Linked DNA regions of Mus musculus: region 1 is linked to region 2. A link is a contact called in public promoter capture Hi-C data. All regions are on one chromosome and are shown on one strand. The core of a region is the stretch at or near the end of the contact, and the rest is flanking DNA. Distances in the headings are between cores, read along the strand shown.

Evidence for each region. Promoter capture Hi-C pulls out the DNA fragments that hold promoters and counts their contacts.
Region 1: a contact with region 2 is called in a promoter capture Hi-C map of liver, with 2.5 times the contacts expected there. The contact joins two enhancer-like sites. A contact is called at or near these places in 5 of 39 promoter capture datasets (the 3T3-L1 cell line, 3T3-L1-derived adipocytes, hippocampal neurons and 1 more), 2 of 484 Hi-C or Micro-C datasets (MC3T3-E1-derived osteoblasts and nephron progenitors) and 3 of 115 datasets of contacts at active chromatin or transcription factors (embryonic fibroblasts and embryonic stem cells).

Annotation. Positions count from the first base shown.
Region 1 is chr7:65,821,454-65,824,281 of GRCm38.p6, reverse strand. No RefSeq gene overlaps it. Among named protein-coding and RNA genes, the nearest start is that of 1810008I18Rik, 20 kb to the right of the region's middle. Within about 2 kb of position 1,546, at least 33 of the 459 cell types and tissues checked have an H3K27ac peak or open chromatin away from gene starts, as enhancers often do. A contact at or near this core is called in liver, where this site is marked.
Region 2 is chr7:65,736,573-65,739,272 of GRCm38.p6, reverse strand. No RefSeq gene overlaps it. Among named protein-coding and RNA genes, the nearest start is that of Gm33234, 44 kb to the right of the region's middle. Within about 2 kb of position 1,447, at least 16 of the 459 cell types and tissues checked have an H3K27ac peak or open chromatin away from gene starts, as enhancers often do. A contact at or near this core is called in liver, where this site is marked.

The DNA.
Region 1 (2,828 bases), core at 297-2,796, 85 kb before region 2:
CAGTTTGGCAGCTCTGCTCAACGTCTTGGTTTTTCTTTCAAGTACCATCTTTCCCCCAGGCATCTAGTGACTTCATACTTGAAAATGAAGAGCTGTGCATATAGATGAAAGCCAACTCAAAGTCAGACTCAGTTTCCCCTACTTTAAACTCATAACACATCTCTGACCTCACCAGCCAGCAGGTGATTCTGCAGCATAGGACGCTGGTAACATCCTCTAATCCAGTGGGTGACACTTTCTCTTGGAGTGTCCTGACGACTAGTTTGATGTTAACTTGATGCAAGCTAGATTTGTCAGAGAGGAGGGAGCCTCCTCCCTCAATTGAGAAAATACCTCCAAAAGATTGGGATGTTGTCAAGCATGTTCTTAATTAGTGATTGATGAGGGAGGGCTTAATATATTGTGGGTGGGGCCATCCCTAGACTAGTGGTCCTGTGTGCTAAAAGAAAGCAGACCAAATAGCCATGTGAGGAAGCCAATAAGCAGCACCCCAGTAGCCTCTGCATCAGCTCCTGCCTCCAGGATCCTGCCCTGCTTGAGTTCCTGTCCGGACTTCCTTTGATCATTAATAGTGAGTACAACGGATATGTAAGCCAAATAAACCCTTTCCTCCCCAACTCACCTTTTGGTCATTGGGTTTTGTTATAGCAATAGAAACCCTAACTAGGGCTGGTGAGATGGCTCAGTGGGTAAGAGCACCCGACTGCTCTTCCGAAGGTCAGGAGTTCAAATCCCAGCAACCACATGGTGGCTCACAACCATCCGTAACGAGATCTGACTCCCTCTTCTGGAGTGTCTGAGGACAGCTACGGTGTACTTACATATAATAAATAAATAAATAAATAAATCTTTAAAAAAAAAAAAGAAACCCTAACTAACTGAGATGTGAAGATAGCTTGGACTAAGATAAGTTGTATCGCACTAGGTAAGGCTAAGTCCACAAAAGTGCCTTTCGACTTTTTATTGCAACCCCAAGCCACTGGCTGCTTTTCCTGTGCTTCTGACTGGCCATCTGGAAAGGAGATGTTTGTTGTGTTGTGGGTATGAGGTGTTCCTGTTGGTTCTTGTGTATGAACAGTTAGTACCTAAATAGTGAATGTATTGAGTTGAAACCTGGCCCAGGTTCTGGTGGCCTCTCCTGCTGCTCCCCTCTCTCTCCTTCCCCATTTCTGCTGTAATCTAACCAGCCAGATTCCTAGTGGCCACGTTCCTCTGTCCATGAAACTACAATGTAAGCTAAAATGTGTCCTTCTTCCTCTGAGTCACTTCCTGTCAGGTATTTGGTTACAGCAACAAGAGAAAGAAAAATCTGGACATAGTATCCACTTGTCCTTTTAGTCACAGCTCCTAGGAGGAAGAGATAGGTGAGTCTCTATGAGTTCCAGACCAGCCTGTTCAACACAGCAAGTTCCAGGGCACCCATGACTACACAGTAAGACCGTGTTACCCTCAAACAAACAAAAGTAACCAAATAACTGTAGGGGGATACTTTGTGATCTGTGTATTCACAGGCTGATTTCTGTCCCCAGAGACCTGGTTGCACTTTGGACTTTGGTGTGACTCAGCATTTTTTGTGACTCACCTCTTGATTGGTTAAATAAGGGCTGACTGCTCTGGAGAGAACAAGGCAGGACATCCATGCCTGGACTAGGAGAGAGGGTCTCAGGTGGGACCCAGGGAGTTGCTGCCATCTTCATTGGAACACAAATGAAAGAGGAGGTGCCAGAGAGAGGCTAAGGGTAAAGGGCCACCTGGCTGGGAAGCAGGACAGGCCAGCATAGTCGGATTAGAAGAACATAGAATTTGCCCATTAGTGCCTGAAATTCATTAATAAGTATAAAGGCCTCCATGTCGTTATTCAAAGCAAGGGCTGGCACAGGAAAGCTCAAACTTTTGCCAATAACTGACTTCCATTGCTCTGGCCCTTTTCGGTTCAATCAGTTTGCTGAAATGCTCACACAACTAAGAAATACAACTTTTATTTTAAAGGATACAGACGGAGAGATTAAAGTCTGGGAGAAGGGTTGTTGAGCTCTCATGCCCTCTTTGAGCACCCCCTCAGGAACCCCCATAAGGTCTCTAGACATTGCCTTTTTGTTTGTTTGTTTTTAAAAAAAAGATTTTTATTTATTTGTTATATATAAGTACACTGTGGCTGTTTTCAGATACACCAGAAGGGGGCATCCGATCTCATTGCTCTCATTACAGATGGTTGTGAGCCACCATGTGGTTGCTGGGATTTGAGCTCAGGACCTTCGCAAGAGCAGTCAGTGCTCTTAACCTCTGAGCCATCTCTCCAGCCCCCCTTTCTTGGGTTTTATGGAGGTTTCATTACAACGGTATGATGGAACTGTGAACAACAGTGAAAATGTGATTGAGTGAAGTCTGTGCTGATAGACAGCTGGGTGGATCCTTCAGTGTTCTTCTCTTAAGGATGCAAGGCAAGGTCTTGCATGAGGGTCGTATTGCTGCAAGGCAGATCAGAAACTTCTCTTCGGTTTTCTTGTTGTGTGCAGGCCTGAACTTGGAACCTCATGTGTGCTAGGCAAGTGCTTGACCCTGTTCACCATTTTCTTCATTTTTATTGACATGGACAAAGTATCCATCAGTTTTCTGTCACTTTATGAAGCCAATTTGCAAAGAGGAAAAGTGTATGTTGGTTCACAATTTTGGAGATCTTGGTCCATGATAAGTTGGCATTGTGGCTCTGGGCTTATGGTGGCACGTCTGTTGGGAGCGAGCAATGGTGCAAAGAAAGAAGGAGGAGGCTGAGGTCTCATAGGTAGATCAAAGACATCGCTCAGTGGACAAAGACTCCATATTAGGTA
Region 2 (2,700 bases), core at 198-2,697:
CACACATACATATTCATTACATACATATGGATATATGCTACATATACATATGCATACACATGCACAGACACCATATACATATACATATACATACATACACACACACACATACACACTATATACCATAGTATGAATGTGGAGGTGAGAGGGCAGCTTTTGAAACTCAATTCCCATCCTCTCTCATGTGTGTCCCAGGCATGGAACTCATGTTCTCAGGCTTATCAAACAAGTGTCTTTACCTACTCGGCCATCTTGGCCACTCAAAGCTGCAACTTTTGACAATGAAAAATAGAGCTAGGAGAAATTCGGCTCTAAACAGCCTTGGAGAGAGGGAGGTAGGTAAGTGGTTTCCCTCCTATAGCCCGAGAGAGTGACCCTCCTAAAACCTTGACAGCTGGAGCCAAAGTGCTTTGACATTTCTGACACCCAAGCTTCAAGAGGAATCTCTGTGTGTTACTCTAAGCCATGAGTTCATGATGGTTTGTGGATGAGGCTTCCCGTTGTTTCTGGGTGGCTGAGGGAAGAGTCAGTTATGCAGATGTGAGGACATCTGGTGGAATCTGCTGGGCCATCAGGCTGAGAACACCATCCATCCACAACCTTGCTTGTACTTGGTAAGTACTGTATTCATCCCTCTCTGCTCAGACCCTGGTCCCAGCCTACCAGGAAGCCTGCCTGGTGCCTCAGGTCCCACCAGTTGCAGGCACCTTTGCAAGCTTCCCCTTCAGCATCTGCAGACCCAGAACTTCAATTGCTAATCACCTACTCCCAGGCTGCCCACTTTGGTCTCAGCTATGTGGATCCCTTCTGGACCATTCTGTAGCTGGCTATCACTCTGTCCAATGAAGTCTGTATCCATGACAGCATTTTACATACGTGGGTAGCTCTCCTAAGTCTCCCCAATAGATTGTACTTTTATTGTGGTTAATAATTCTATATTAAGTTCCCCTGAGTGATGTTTGTCTCCTGGTCAGATTTAGCCTACTTTGTATGATTCCATGATGAACTTTTAAATTAAATCTGCGTTATTTTCTTATCACAGTCTAGAAAAATCAACAAAACAACATCTAAGCCCTCACTTGTAATGTTGGCCAATATCCCTTCTACTTCCAATTTCCAGCTGTCAACACATCACAGAACATGGATTTAGGAAGAGAGAGATGTCTTGTGGCTACCATTATCTACAGTTTCTATTGATATAACACACAGATACAAGCCCTAAGCATAAATAATTTGGTAAAATTAATTAGGAAGTGTTGGTTCTCATATAGCATACTTAATTGCAAGTTCAAATAATTAATGGTTAACATGCCTGTGTTTAACAACTGGTTCGCAAAAATTCCAGATCACTTAAAAGTTGGCTTTTCTTGAGTACTACAAACCAGCTGCTGGCCAGCCCTGGGACAGAGGCCTTGGGCAACATGCCAAAGGTGCTGAGTACACTTTCTGTCAGGGCTGGCCTCTTCAGGGAGCAAAGGCGGTCTTTTGATGGCCTGCTGGGGTGAACCTGGGTCAGGAGGAGCCTTCACTGACCACATTTGTCGCTCCTGTCTTCCACTGTGACCTTATCTGCCCTCCATCGTGCCTGGTAACACGTGCACTTCTGGACAGCAGCGTCAGTTACCAGGCCCCATGCTTCTTAGAGCAACGAGTGTCTTGGTAGACACTGTTCCCAAGTATGGCTGAGGTGACTGGGATCAGGCAACCATACCTAGGTGTGCAAGCTTCAAAACTCACCTCACTACTCGCTAGCCAAGGGACTCAGAGCCAATCATCCACCGCCCACACATGCCCAATGAATCATGGTTCCAATGAGGGTGGAACAAGGTCATGGAAGCAAGGACAGGGCCCTCTAACTGAAGCAGCCGTGCTGGAGCCAGCGGCATACTCCCTGGGAACCAGCAGCGGGTCCAGATCACAGAATGCTATCAGATAGCCCAGCCTTCCCCCTACAGAAAACAAAACCCAGGCAAGCCACCTGACCTTTCTCTTGCATGTTTCCCAGGGATCAAAGAGCCTCTAACATTAACCCCAGAGGAGCTATTCCCAAATAGAGATAAAAATATTCCCTGTGCCCACTCCTGAAATTTTCTAAGGTATCCTCTGCGAGGGAGTGATCAGTGCCACCAAGGGGCCAGCTGGCTGGAAACAGAGTGGGGAAGCCTGGGTCGAGGTTCCCAGTCTGCTGCCTGCCTGGGGCCTGTGCTGTCCAGGGAATGAAGCTGCACCAAGACTCACAAGCATCATCCAGGCTGCAGCTTGGGTGTGGTCAGTGTGAAGGTAGCCTTAGCCTGGTTCTTCCTCGGCAAGACACTAGGAAGATGGTCCATGAAAGTGATCCCCGAGCATACATGTGAGGCTAACTCAGAGAGATATGGACAGAGACCCTAGAAAGTTATGGCCAGTGCCCCCACCCTCACCCCTGACTCGCTGCCAAGGGGATTCCCATCTTCCACCTAGGACCGTGCTCTCCTGCTCCCTCCAGCCTGGAGCTGGGGCCCATCCTGGGTCCAGTAGTCCAGGCCTTAGCAAACACCACATTGTGGTGCGGGTCCTCAAAGGATCAAGATTTTCCTCTGGTAAATCCAAAGGGGATGTTCTCAGAAGAGACGACCCCAACCCCAGATGGAGATGCCAGCACTGGACCTGCCCTCCCCACCCTGCCTGCTGCCTGTCTCCTGGCTTCATCCAGAATATCAA